Linked DNA regions of Mus musculus: region 1 is linked to region 2. A link is a contact called in public promoter capture Hi-C data. All regions are on one chromosome and are shown on one strand. The core of a region is the stretch at or near the end of the contact, and the rest is flanking DNA. Distances in the headings are between cores, read along the strand shown. Region 1 holds the start of Thoc2 (THO complex 2). Region 2 holds the start of Gria3 (glutamate receptor, ionotropic, AMPA3 (alpha 3)).

Region 1 (7,030 bases), core at 4,174-6,673, 510 kb after region 2:
AGTTCGATGGGGTTTGGTCAAAGAAACAACGGAAAGAAACTGGATTCAGGGATCTCTTTCTCCTCCTCCTCCTCCTCTTCCACCTCCTCTTCCATCTCCTCTTCCACCTCCTCTTCCTCCTTCTCTTTCCCTTCCCATCTCTCCTTGATTCTCGACTAACTAGTGTTAGGGGGTGAAACCATGGGGTTAAAGGGTAAGAAAAAGAAGAAGCCAGAAAATAGCAAAGACCAGCTACACTATGCAAACTGCTTTATCACTGAGCTTATTCTCACCATCATGTTGCTTCTCTATCACTACAGACCCTGTAACTCTCACAATAGCTATATACTGCTACGATGCTACAAACAATACAAACTTGGGAATCTCATGGAACACAACACATACTTAAAAAAATTCAGGGCTGGAAAGCACTTGTTGCTGTTTTATAAAGAAATAATCAGCTAGCCACTGAGATCCCAATAGTGAGGAGGCTAAAGCAGGAAGATAATGAATTCAAGGTCACCCTGGAGTACAGAGCAAGTTCCAGATCAGCCTGGGTGGGCTACATAAGACCTTATCTCTAAAAACCAAAAACATTTAAAATTATTAAATGAAAAGGAAAAAATCCTAAGAAATAACTTTACATATGGCATACTCGAAAAACCAAATGTATTCACTCTACCCCTCATTTTAGCATTTCCAGTTGCTAGTTCATATTCAAGACATTTTTTCCAAATAACAATATTATTTGTTTTAACAAGATGAAAATGCTAATGTATGTAACATGATTTTTAAAACCTCTAAAATTAAGCTCTATTAAACAAAGTTTGTACATAAGGAAAAGAAGACAAATGAATAAAAACAGAGTAGAGGATGATGATGTGTTTACAATATCTAAATAGTGATTGTTTAAAATAGTTCATTATGACAGGACCTGACAGTGCAGTCCTGCAATCCCAGCAACTTGAGAGAATGGAATGGGGATGGGATGGTTTCATGTTCAATGCTGGCCTAGACAACTGAACAAGACCCTATCTCAAAACAGAAAATTAAAGGTCTGAGGATGTAATTCTGTTGGAACAGTGCTTGCCTTAGCATATCTTATGCCCTGGGTTCAATCCCCCGGACTGAATAAAAAGTTGGTACAGTGCTTGCCTTAGCATATCTTATGCCCTGGGTTCAATCCCCGGGAGTGAATAAACCGGGTGTGGTTCGCCTTCCTAGAACTTTCCAGCACTTGGGAAATAGAGGGAAGATCACAAATTTAAGGTCATTCTCAGTTATACAACAGTTCAAAGCCAGCTTAGGATACAAGAGACACCGTCTTTAAAAAAGGAAGCCTGCCTGTGGTGGGGACATACCTTTAATCCCAGCACTTGGGAGGCAGACCAGGACAGCTAGAGCTACACAGAGACAACCCTGACTTGAAAACCCAAAAGAATAAAAGAAGAGGGGAAGGAGGGGAAGGAAGAGGAGGAGGAGGAAGAAGAAGACAAGGAAGAAAAGAAGGTGACAGCAAAATGGACCAGGCATAAAGGAAAATAAAATCAATATATTTACAGATACAACAGGAAATTATTATTTTAAGCATGCCAAAAACCACATTTCTAAGTGTACATATACGTATGTGTAAGTCATGAAAATAGAAAGGTACAATGAGAGAGGAGGAGAGAATTCAAGTGAAAGAAAAGAGTAGATTAAAAATAGGTGGCAATGGTGGCACACGCCTTTAATCCCAGCACTTGGGAGGCAGAGGCAGGCGGATTTCTGAGTTTGAGGCCAACCTGGTCTAGAGTGAGTTCCAGGGCAGCCAGGGCTACACAGAAAATTCCTGTCTCGAAAAACCAAATAAATTAATTAATTAACAAAGAGTAGGTAATGAAGGTCAGCCATGGTGGTGTATGTATGTATGTATGCCTTTAATCCCAGCATTTTCCAGTCTGCTCTACAAAGTGAGTCCCAGGCCAGCCATGGCTACAGAGTCAAAGAAGAGACAAGACAAGAAGAAGAGAAGACAAAAAAAGAGAAAAGACGAAAAGAAAATGGCAGGTCTAGTTAGGAAAAAAGGGCCAGCAAGAAGTGGGCAGAGGAAAGCAGTAGGGAGGAAACCAGCAAACTAAAACTATGACACATGTATGAAAATGCCATAATAAAATGTATTACTCTGTATGCTAATATAATAATTTTGTAAAGGGCTGAAGATATAGTTTCGTAGTAGTAGTTGCTTAATATGTACAAAGCCTCTAGATTCATTCACCAGTAAGGCAAACCTTAGAATATTTCGTTAGATTAAACAGCTTCAGTTTTTTGGTTATTTAGATATGTTTTAGTTGTATAGCTGTGTGTATGTATGTGTTTGGTGTGTGTGTGTGTGTGTGTGTGTGTGTGTGTGTGTGTGTGTACAGGTGCCTGTGAGACCAGAGGTTTTATCCCTTGGAACTAGAGTTACAGGAGACCATAAGCCATCAGATGTGGGTCCTAAGAACTGAAGTAAGTAAAGGTTCCTAACTCCTTACCCCAGACAGCTCTCAAGCCTTGTTTCTTTTGCCTTTTATTGTTTTGTTTCCAACAAAGTTAACTGTGTAGCCTCTGCTGACCTCAAACTCCCGGGACTCCTTCCTTATCCTCCCAAGTGCTAGGATTACAAGTGTGAGACACCACATCAAGCTGTGCCATCCAACTTTAAATTCTCAGCTAATGTAGTGGGACATGCGTAAGATGATAATAAATTCAAGGTCAGTATGAGCTACAAGGTAATTGTCTCAAAAAAAAGATACGTTCTCTCTCTCTCTCTCTCTCTCTCTCTCTCTCTCAGTATGAGCTACAAGGTAATTGTCTCAAAAAAAAGATACGTTCTCTCTCTCTCTCTCTCTCTCTCTCTTTTTTTTTTTTTTTTTTTTTTTTTTTGGTTTTTCAAGACAGGGTTTCTCTGTATAGCCCTGGCTGTCCTGGAACTCACTTTGTAGACCAGGCTGGCCTCGAACTCAGAAATCCCCCTGCCTCTGCCTCCTGGCTTTTTTTTTTTAAGATAAGTTCTCTTACAGAAATTATATTTATATAATCATTAAACTGTCACACTAATTTGAATCTACTGTACTTCAAACCCACAGTCCACAAGCTATACAATAAATACATGAAAATCCTAAGTACAGTTTTTAAGTAGCTCTTTTAACACTAGGTAGCATGGATCATGTAAACACATATAAACTCAAAATCCCACTTTATATTCTTGGCTTCATACACCACTTAGTTTTTCTCCACCTATTGCCAGTCAGAAGTTAGGCAGGGCTCCTCCTCCTATTCTAAAGTGGAAGTAAAAACATTAAACTGTTAAAAAAAAACAAAACAAAACAAAAACAAAAGCAGCTAGGCCTGTGGATGTAGCTCACTGATGGAGCACATGCTACCCTCCATACACACAGTGAAATCCATCCAGAAGAAGGAAGCTGAGAAACCCACAAACACGACAGTTCACAAATGAATCCGCTTTAGATGCTAAATAAGGACGGACTGAACTGTCTGCGGAGGCTCTCCCTCCAATCTGGCCCTGTTCCCTCGAGCTGCTTCCCATCCTGCCTTCTCAGCACTCGACAAACAGGTAGCTGGTTAAACAGCACATAAAAAGTAAACATGAATGCTTCTTTTAGATGTGAGACAGACCTCTGAGTTAACAAAACTCGAAGGAACTCTAAGTATATACTGGAGGACATGTCCTACCAAAAAAAAAAAAAAAAATGAGATGACATCCCCGTTCTCCAAGGGCCTCTCAACTCATTAGCATACAAAAGTAAATATGCAGGATGTCAGAGGCCAACTAATCGCCAAGCAAAGAGCTGTCCCGAGAACTTTAAATTTCTAAAAGCTGGAATAATATTACTTTTAATAGCTATCACTTGCGCACTTACTATAACCCAAGTGCTTTATAGACATTAACTCTTCTCAACAATCCTTCGAGTAGAACGCTTCTTATTCCCAATTTACTCAAGGGGAAACGGCCCCAAATGGTTACGAATTTATCCAAGGTCACTCAGCTGGTTAAGTGGGCTAAGCTAGCCACTTACTCAGACAATCCAATTCTAGGACTCACGCTGTTAACGTTTCACAGAACAGCAAAGGGATGTGGGAGTAAGTCAAGTCACAAGAGCTTGGTGTACCGGGTTTCTTTGAAGTAACAAAGTTTTAAAGATTCCTATCTTCCCGTGAGCAACTGGGAACCTGATACTGGATGAGTGTGGGAGTGTGGAGGGAGACAACTCAAGCAGCTAAAGAGAGTTAATCTCACATAGGATTGACTGCTAAGCTTCCAGAGCGACTCAGAAGAAGAAATTACAACTTTTTTTTTTTTAATCAGTGATTAATTCTGTCAACTTAAACGGGGAGTCGGGGGTGGGGTGGCTACTGGGAGGCGCGAAAGCCGCTACTGTAGGAAATTACCGGTGACGGTACAAAGTAAGTTTATGACTTAAAGGACACAGAGATCATCCTAAAGTACTAGAAAAGCCTCGAGGAGGGCGAGCACTCGCTGCAGTCCCAGGCCAAAATGGAGTTCCCTAAACCTTCTACCAGGAAAAGTTGAATCCCATCCCGAAACCACGGCGAGGTGACACGCCGGCAGGGACTTGGCAAAAAGAAGCGGCAATCCCTGCCACACTTTCCCGAGTACCGCAGGGCCAGGGCAGCGCAAGCTGCCGCTCCCTGAGAAAGCAGAGGTGCCATGCCTGGCTGTCCCCGACGCCCCGGGCTCCTCTGCCACCAGCGGCGAGGAGCAGAGAGTTCGGGACAGTTCGCCCTCCTAAGACTTCGGGCACAGGAGAGGCCGGGAACCAAAGTGCGGGAGTCGTCTTAGATCCCGGGGGGGGGGGGGACAAATAAAAATAAGAAGATAAAACGGGACAGTGAGAGACATGGCAAGTGGCGGACCCACACAGCTCCGGCTGCGAAGCCACGGAGAGAAAAGGAGCCGAGCCCAGCGAGCTGAGTTAAGACGATGAGCCAGACAGACAAAAAAGCGACAGGGCAGGAGCCCAGGGGGACCTGAGGGGACGAGACGGAAGTTCTGCGGAGAGACCTAAAGGAAGCGGGGCTCCCGGGGACCACGGGGCTTTCGGGGAGGTCGGAGGGAAGGCAAGACGCTCAGCGGCGGCGGCGGCGATAGTGGCGGCTCCCGGCTCCGCTCCTCAGCCAAGTGGAAACTCCGGACCAACCAACCATCCTCATCCGCCGCCCGGGTGCGGGTGGGGGAGGGGGCGCCGCTGCCCCCCGGCCCCTGTACCCCACTTCCGACTGCGCCCAGCGCCCCGACCTCAGGGCGGCCCGGCGCCTTCCCTCGGTCAGAAACACTCACAATTCGCCTCTCCCTGATTTCTCCCAGTTCTTTATCCACTCTGCGGGAACCACCACAGCCGCGGCCGCCATCTTCCCCTCGCTAGTAACAGTGGCCCGGATGTGTAGCTCCCGAGCGCGGGGTCAAAGGGGAGCGCCGCCCACGGGGAGTGACGGAAGCTGCGAACTCGGGTTTAGATTTCCCGCCCCACCTACTTCCCCACCAAACGGAAGTCCTGGGCCAGGCCGACAAAGAGGTGGCGGGTGCCACAGCTCTCACCCCTACTTCCCTTTAGAACATATACACATTAAACAAAAAACAAAAACGCCAGGCCGCTGTGGCCTTTATGATCTCCCGTAATCTCTACCCCAAGCCACTAATTCAAACTCGTAATTTTTCAATCACTCGGTCTGTTAGGCATTGGTGGATGCTGGAACTGTAAGCCATGACATGAGCTTCTGGAAAAAAAGGAACATGAGATAAGAAATATCTCAACTAACGACTAAATAGAAAATTAATACGGACAGGGCACACATAATGGACAAAAGCTGGGAACCGCATGCTCCGCCAAATCCTAACTCCTTACTTGAGCTGTCAAACTAGGGAGTATTACTATGCCGAGAAACGATGTTTAAGGTGTTATAATCTCTCTACAAAAAATATTTCTTATTACAAAGAGAAAACGTTACTGTAGGAAAATATGGAAGATATCTCCCTGTGTTGGTGAAAATAAATTCCACCAGGGTTAGAGCTATACCTTCAGTGGTGGCTCACGCCTTTAATCCCAGCACTGGGGAGGCAGAGGCAGGCAGATTTCTGAGTTCCGGGCCAGCTTGGTCTACAGCTTGAGTTCCAGGACAGCCAGGGCTACACAGAGAAACCCTGTCTCGAAAAACCAAAACCAAAAACAAAAAAACAAAAAAACAAAAAAAAAAAAAAAAAAAACCCTGTAGCTGTGGTCTAGAGCACTTGCTTACCTTGAACCAGGCTCTGCTTTGGTACTTCACTACTGGGGGGAAAAAGCTAAATTATCTCAGAAACAGAGCAAGTGAACCAGGCACAGGGTTCCACAGATATAATTCCAACACTTGGGAACCTGAGGCAGGAACATAGCAACTTCCCATTGGCCTGAATGTAATTAATGCAAGGTAGACAAGCAAGTGAAAAGACGGACACCATGGGACTGCCCGTGAAATGCCTGTGAAGTGCTAGAAGAAACACTACTCAAATTTTAAAAATTGTTAATACCCAAATTTTATATATTAATTCAATATTGTAGGGCAGCAGTCATAACCATTATTGAGAGAGAATCTACAAAATTACTACCCTGTACTTTTCAAAGTTGCCAAGCTCTTAGAAGATAGTAATTCTTCCAGATTTTTGAAGACTGGAGGCAGAGGCAGAAGGATCTCTGTGAGTCACAGGCCAGTATTATCTACATAGCAAGCTCCAAGCCTGCCAAATGATTACATACAGACTTTTTTAAAAAGATTAATGGAAACAAGAAATACAAGGGATTTTCTCCCCTCCAAAAATCATATTTTTCTTTTGCTATAAAGGGCATTACTGGCACAATTGACTTCATTGGGGTATCTGTAATTAAATAATAATATTGTATCATGTTACTGAATCCAAATAACTCTACTCAAATCGTCCCAGTGGTAGCAGCAGCACCACTTGCTACCCACCCCGTCCCAAACCCCCAATGTTCTGGGTTCACACACAAGT
Region 2 (7,514 bases), core at 3,406-5,905:
CCTCTAAACGCTTATGCAATGTATAGAAACCAAGCCATTCTGAAAATAATTCGGATACTCCATATTCCCTTGAATACCAATCATTTGGTATGACTTCCTTTTAAGGAAGTGGCTATAATTCCACTTCTGTCACACAGGTAAACTCAATTAGAGGAAGCTCCAGCTTGGCCCATGCCTGCCATTTCATCCAAACAAAGTCTACCCGCACGGCAGAATCTCAACAGTTTCCTGAGAGCTTACATCATAGAAAAGATGAGGTGAAAGAGAAATCAAATAGTAGGTCCAAAATTGTTTACATGTCATATCTAACCCTGTGAAGCTCCAGATGTGGCTGAATCCTCTACTCTTCTGAAGAAAAAAGAAAGAAAGAAAGAAAGAAAGAAAGAAAGAAAGAAAGAAAGAAAGAAAGAAAGAAAGAAAGAAAGAAAGAAAGAGGGAGGGAGGGAGGGAGGGAGGGAGGGAAAGAGAGAGAAAGAAAGAGAGAGAGAGAAAGCAAGAAAGCAAACAAAAAAAAAACCACACCTAGATAAAGAAATTCAAGAACTAGCCATAAAAATTCAGTTGTTTCTAACGTCATGGTTTGACTACCAATTTGGACAGTATTTCTGATCTTGGAACAATCCCAGATCATGGAATTCAAGGACTATATAGCATAACAGCAGAAAGAGAGCTGAAACACCACCCTCTTCCACCTGGTTTTGGAGTGCTTTGGGACTGGATCAACATTAAAAGGGAAACCTTGATTCCCATATGCAAGACCCCTCCTGTGTGCTGTCATGGAACCTAGCCCATACCCTTTACAGATCACTTACCATATTGCCTTGTCATTGCCAGTGAATACATGTGCTCTACACGTGAAATTCATTGCAGGCAAAAAAAAAAATCTTCTCCCTCTCTTCTATCCCTGGTGATTAGCATAGTCTGTCATAAAGCAGGTGGTCAATAAGTGTTGTTGAAGAAATCGAAGTTTCAAGTGAAATGACAAGAAAATTATCCTCCCATCGAGCAGAGGGGAAAAAAATCCTCAATTTTATTACCTTTAAAATGTATAGAAGTAACTCTCCAATGGATCAGGATGGTTCCCGTTCCTATTTTCCTTATTTGTTAGAGATCAAGTTAGCAAGCGTGAAACTTAATGTATAGCTCCCCCACCCCAATCACTATCAGCCAGCATCTCGTTCTGCTTATCTAAATGTACTTAACCCAAGCCTTAGTGAAGTATACATGAAATGAAAAGAAGTATTCTTCACATTTTGATAACAACTGTAATCAACTCTGCTTTGGGGAGGGGGTTCTGTTGTTTTGATCTGGTTTGTTTTTCCTGCTTAATCTGAATCACAGCCAGCTTAAAATTATGTTGCAAATCATAAAACAAGCATGCAATTCTGAATCTAGTGGCAATACTTGTTTACTACAGAAAGACAATTAGATGTGAGTCTTTTCTTGTGGCTAGGAAGCTATTAATATAATCTCCAGCCTTACACTGCAAAAGGAGACACAAAGTTCCAAAGTGGCTCATGGCTCCCTTGAACAGGAGCTTGATATCTAAATATATCACATGTGTACTACAAGCTTTTCAACCAATAACAATATGCATCTACCATTATACCTGACCCTCTTGACTCAAATGAGACTAGACCAATAGCTGCCACTAAAAGCTAAACATTGAAAAGGGAAAGAAAAGGGAACTGGTAATGGGAAATATGAAAAGACAAGAGATGGGCAGCATTGAAGATAGATTTGCCAATGCACAGGCCCTGGAGGCTCCTCTGTCCTCACATCTTTTGTTCCTGACCTATTCACAGTACTCTTCAAGTCAAATGACAGTAGAGGCAGCCACAAATCTCTTCTTGCACCCTTTCTCATGGCTGGCCAAGCATAGATAGGGACCTCACTCATTTCAGGAGTGAAGTGAGGTGTGCTAAAAACCACTAACCATTCCCCAACATGAAATCCATTATTCATCCACCTGAAATCAAAACTGAAACCTACTCTGTGGTGCTATTCCTTTGGGTCATAGCATTCAAAATTTCTATTAAAACACCAACTATGTTATCTGAAAACCTGATAGATAGATAGATAGATAGATAGATAGATAGATAGATAGATACATACATACATACATACATACATACATACATACATACATAGGTAGATACATAGGTAGATAATGGACATGGAGTAACTCAAGGAAGAGGTTTTCTAAAGTGTGGCACTTCGGTATTAAATTGTCACTGCCTGCCATTAAAACATTAATAAAGAATGGCCTACTAGATTCCCTTTTATCTCCAGGGAAGATGTTGGAGAAGAGCCTGAGGTTGTGAGGAAGGATGGTGAGAGAAGGGCAGGTGACAACAGTGGGGCTTTTGAGAACAATTTGCAAGTTGAGAAAAAGAGAAGTGAATTTGGAAATGTAATATGTATTGATTCTTCTGTGAGTCAGTTAATGAATTAGATGCTTTTACACCCATTATTTTATGTAATTCTTACAATAGCCTTACAAAGGAAGAAAAAGTAATGTTCCCATTTTGAAGACAAAAATACTAGGATGTAGACTCCTGAAGTTGACCAAGGTTGCATACTACCTATGTGTGATCAAAGTTAGATTTGAACCTGGACCCATGTCCTGGGTCTATGATCCCCAGTAATACTGAGTCACTCTCCACATTTGTCAAGGGATAGTCAGCCTTCTCTCTTCTAATCTTATTGCTCTAATCTTCCTTCTACTGGAAGAAGGAGTCTCCTCTATATCTCAAGTTTATCCTTCCTTCCAACAATGAACTGTCAAAGATGAGACAGGATTTGCATGAATGATGGAATTAGAGATCAGGCGTGGTCAGAATTGTCAGCAATGTGGGAAGAACTGAGGACTACTTTCCTGGTTGCCACAGAGTTTGGAGGCCATTTATTCTCAGCTCCAGTCTAGGCATTGCTAAAGGCAAAGATCTGGAGTAAGGAGTGCAGGGCCCTGGTCCCTCATTCCTGGCCCCATGTATATTAGTTTGCTTTGCTCTGACATAAAGGCTCATTTTATCCCCTCAGACTAGAAGAAGATAAAAAGAAAAACAGAAGATGTAGAGAGGATAAAAAAAAATGTGTCTTACAGAGATAAGGTGGGAAAGAAAGATGTGACAGGAGAGGAGATACCTTTTTGTCCCAAGAGGGGAATAGGATTCTGGAAAGGCATGTAGGGACAAAAGGATCATACACAAACTGCTGGGAAGGAGGCTACTCCTCACTAAGACCTAGGGTGAACTGTAGGAGTTCCTAGATTCTTTTCTCCTCTTAGCTAGGAGAGAGGCAGGAGAGTTGGGTGAGAGTGGTAATCTCTGAAGTCTGCACTCAGTGTGGGGGAGGGAATAGTTGATCCACCTAAAGTCAACATTAAGGGAGCAAAGCAGCAAGGGGCACTTTCCTCCAACCTTAACTTTCAATCCCCACCCCCATCCCAGCTCACTCCCACACTTCTCTCCTTGGTCTGCAGGACTGAGCGTCCTTTTCATTAACCTTTTAGCTCCCACCTCCATACACATACTATGTTCCTATACCCTCTAAAGCAGTCAGCAGTCACAGCCCCCGCAGCTGGCAAACCTGCCTCAGCACTTGGGTAGGGGGAGGGACACACCTCCCAGTGCTGCGGGGATGGGGGAATGCGGGTGGGGGTTGTTCACTTGCCCTCGGATCTCTCTCTGCTGTAATAGCTGAGCTGAGCGGCAGAGACCAGGCATGCGCAGCATCTTAGGGCGCATTGTGATGGGAACTGCTTTTCTGAGTCTCTTCACAAAGACTCAAGAGTAACCACTAACCACCCCTCAAGACCCTTCATCTTTAAGACGCACATACAGATGTAGAGACACTGCAGACTTTTAAAAACAGGAAACTGGTTGCAGCTTGAAAGTCTGGTCCACGTGAGGATTGGTGTATTTCTGTTGATCCCATCTCCGGTGTTGACATACGCCGGCGCCTAGGCTTTGCAGTCCAGAGCTGCAGTTTGCAGTGGAGCTAAGCGGTGTGCGGCTTTAATTCCACGTCAGATCAACTTTGATCAATATCCCCCTACCGGCCCAATTGGAAGAACCCAATTCACCGGAGCTGAGCCTTTGAGGCTTTTAGCTCTTTTCTTCTTCCCCACTCTTTAGATCCACCATCTTCGAGGGCGGGGGAACCCTTTGGTTTTCTTTATAATTTCTTTCTTATTTCTTTATCTCGTCCCTGTTTTGTTTTGTTTTGTTTTTTTACGATTTTGGTTTTGCTCCGGTTTTAATTCTCTCTGTTTCTGTCTCCCTGTGTCTCTATCTCTGTGCCGGTCTCTGTCTCTGCCTGTCTCTCTGTCTGTTCTCTCTCTCTCTCTCTCTCTCTCTCTCTCTCTCTCTCTCTCTTCCTTTCTCTCTCTCTCTCTCTCTCTCTCTCTCTCTCTCTCTCTCTCTCTCTCTCTCTCTCTCAGAAATCGCTTTGGGGAACCCAGCTTGCAGCCAATGAACCCGCCTTCCAGATTGGTGTGAAGACAGAAGTGAGGTGGGGGGGCGTGGAGGGGGTGTGAGAGAGATCCTGGGAGGGGGGAGAGGAAGAGAGGAGAGAGGAAGAGAGGAGAGGGAGAGAGAGAGGAAGAGAGAAGAGAGAGAGAGAAGAGGAGGAGGCGGCGGCGGAGGAGGATTAGTGTGGGGTGGAAAGGAAGAGTGAGCGAGCGAGAGCAAGTTGAGGGGAGGGGGTGTAAGAGCCGGCGAATTCTTTTTCTTTTTCTATTATTATTTTGACGACTCCCGAGTTGCGCCCATGCTCTTGTCAGCTTCGTTTTAGGCGTAGCACAGCCAGGCAGAAGAAAATGGGGCAAAGCGTGCTCCGGGCGGTCTTCTTTTTAGTCCTGGGGCTTTTGGGTCATTCTCACGGAGGATTCCCCAACACCATCAGCATAGGTAAGCTCCCCAGAGCCAGCCAGAGGGGGCCAGGCTCTTCTGCATTTGAAACCCACTACCCTAGTGGGGCTGGGGGTATCGCAACATGAGTCCCTGTCCTGCATGGTTTGGGGACGGTGTCTAGGGATGGGGGACTGAGCTGAGATATTGGAGACCTGAGCTGCAAAGAACTGACGAGTATGGGGAGCATCCAAGATGAGGGAAGGGGTCTCCCGGGGCTAATGCGGGTGGACGGCCAGGTTTTCTGACCGAGGAGCAAGGGAGTCAAGCTGGAGGTTGGGATGCTGCAAGAGGCTAAGAGTCGCGGCTTTTCAGCTCGCTATTCTGGACTTTGCCAGGGCATGCTTGCAGCCACTGGAAGTTGTCCCAGGGTGATACTGCCTGTCTGGCCGCGCCAGGACGCATAACCTGGGCCCAGGTCGCCCCGTCCCGCGTCTCAGGCTTCAGTGAGACAGGACAGTGTTAGAAGAAAAGGAACCCACTTTGAAACCCCCAGACCAAGGAAGTAGCTGTGTGGATGGAGGATGGGGTGGGAAGTGGGGGTGATACAAGGAGTCGGGCAAGCAGGGAAGTCACGCAGACCAAGCATTCATGAATTGCGGCTGTGTCTGTCTGGAGACCAGCTCCAGTAGCCGGAAGGGAGTTCTCCCCGCCTCTGCCTGTATTTGCAAGTAGAGAAGTTAGAATTGTTGCTTTTACTGAACTGACCCCCTGTATTGTCATAGGGGATGATTGGGACAGCAAGGGGAACGAAATTGTTTTTCTTCCCACCCTATCCCCTGTACCCCAGGAGGGAAAATGAACCAGCTGTGTGGCTAAGGGTGGGGGTGGGGTTGGAGTCAGGGTTCGGGGCCAGACTCAAGCTTAAGAAAGAACCAAGTCCCACTTTTAGCTCCTTCATCCTTCCCCTACAGCAGCCTCCTCTTTCTCCCGTCTTTTTAGTTTCCTCCGTGTACAAAACCCAGGTTTTTCACAGTGGAAAGCAGAGTTTCCAAGTCTTGAAAGACACACAGGTTGAAAAAAATCATTCCTCAGTTGAGCTTCCCAGAAACACTGAGGTAGCCTGGTAGCTCCTGTTTGTTACTTTCTAACTCCTGCTGAAGTAGGGGGGACACAAGCCGAATCTCCATTGCCTTTGCTTCTAGGTGGACTTTTCATGAGAAACACGGTACAGGAGCACAGTGCTTTCCGCTTTGCTGTGCAGTTATACAACACCAACCAGAACACCACTGAGAAGCCCTTCCATTTGAACTACCACGTAGACCACTTGGATTCCTCCAATAGTTTTTCTGTGACTAATGCTTGTAAGTAGATCTGCGTTGGCTCCCTTTGGGACCTTAGGGGACCTCATTTGCATTTTGTTTGTGATGTATGGGGCTTTGCAAACGTGTGTGCTGGGGGTGGGGGTGGGTAGTGATTGCCTCAATAAGCAGACTGAGGCAGTTGTCAATCCTGGGTTCATGTTGCATAAATCAACCTTGAAGGATTCTGCTGCGGGGCTGAAAGCAGTGGGCAAAAACTCTGAGGTGAATTATGTTTGATGCAAAACTTCCACTTTCCTCCCTGCTAAACTGGTGGTGTTCTCTCCCCCGCACCCTTTTCTGTTGGGGGAAAAGAAAGAAAGAAAGAAAATAGCATGGTTGTTCAGGGAAATTTCAGATGGAATTTTTAAAAAAGAAGCAACAGCAGCTCCTTGATTGAGAGAATGCGGGGCATGCAATACTTGAGTGGTGAAGCTGTGTCTGCTGGTCGGAATGGGCTGAGTTTAATGATGGCCTGACACATAGGAACAAAATATGAGAACCCTGCAAACAAGTGACCTTGAAGCATAGATCAGGCTGGATTCCCTGGCTTCTTTCTTTCTGTGCTACCCAGAGTGCTCTGATAGGAACTGATAAGACTACAAACTGATTGCAAGTGATAAATGCATGTCAGCCTAAAAGCAAGAGGGAAGACCGTGCCCAGGTGACTTTTTGGAAAGCCAATCCTGCCTGTGCTATCGTGCCTGCGCACGCGTGCACGAACACACACACACACAGCCACACACTCACACACACACACATGATTGTTAAGGACAACACAGTTCTTAATTTAGAGCAAGAGGTTGGTTGTGGGAAGAAGCTTGAAGCAGGAAAACTGAATACTTAAAAAGGGGAGTTTCATCAGCCCCAAAGCCATTTCTGGAATCCACCTTTATACCCATGGTTATCTCTTTTCAAAGGGGGAATTTTAACAGTAAAACCACAGGAACTCAAATGGTTAATAACTTGTTGGACACAGGTTTTTGTTTTGTTGTGTTTAACTTGAGAGAACATTTTGTGAGAAACACTGAATTCTTCATCAGAGCTTTGTTTCACTAAAAGTTTCTCCCAAATGAAGCCACTTAACACAAAGTATGTCTTGTTTCTCTGGAATGGTGTGCTTTGAAATCTGAAGTTTCACCACATTTTGGGAAATGGTATTTATGTCTGTTGGAATTTAACTTTGTATATGACTTTCTTCAAATCCTTCCATCTCCAAAAATGTGCAATCCCTAACAGTCCTTAAACAGGACCTCAAGAGCAAATTTCATTGGATTTAAAGTCTTGGCTTGAAGAGAAG

What was found. Promoter capture Hi-C pulls out the DNA fragments that hold promoters and counts their contacts.
Region 1: a contact with region 2 is called in a promoter capture Hi-C map of hippocampal neurons, with 4 times the contacts expected there. The contact joins the promoter of Thoc2 here to the promoter of Gria3 in region 2. A contact is called at or near these places in 2 of 39 promoter capture datasets (cranial neural crest and hippocampal neurons).

What each region holds. Positions count from the first base shown.
Region 1 is chrX:41,906,478-41,913,507 of GRCm38.p6, forward strand. It overlaps Thoc2 (THO complex 2), which reads right to left and starts at 5,424. Exons shown (of 39, transcript NM_001033422.1): 1 at 5,324-5,424. The coding sequence starts at 5,394.
Region 2 is chrX:41,396,743-41,404,256 of GRCm38.p6, forward strand. It overlaps Gria3 (glutamate receptor, ionotropic, AMPA3 (alpha 3)), which reads left to right and starts at 4,656. Exons shown (of 16, transcript NM_016886.5): 1 at 4,656-4,913; 2 at 6,059-6,217. The coding sequence starts at 4,823.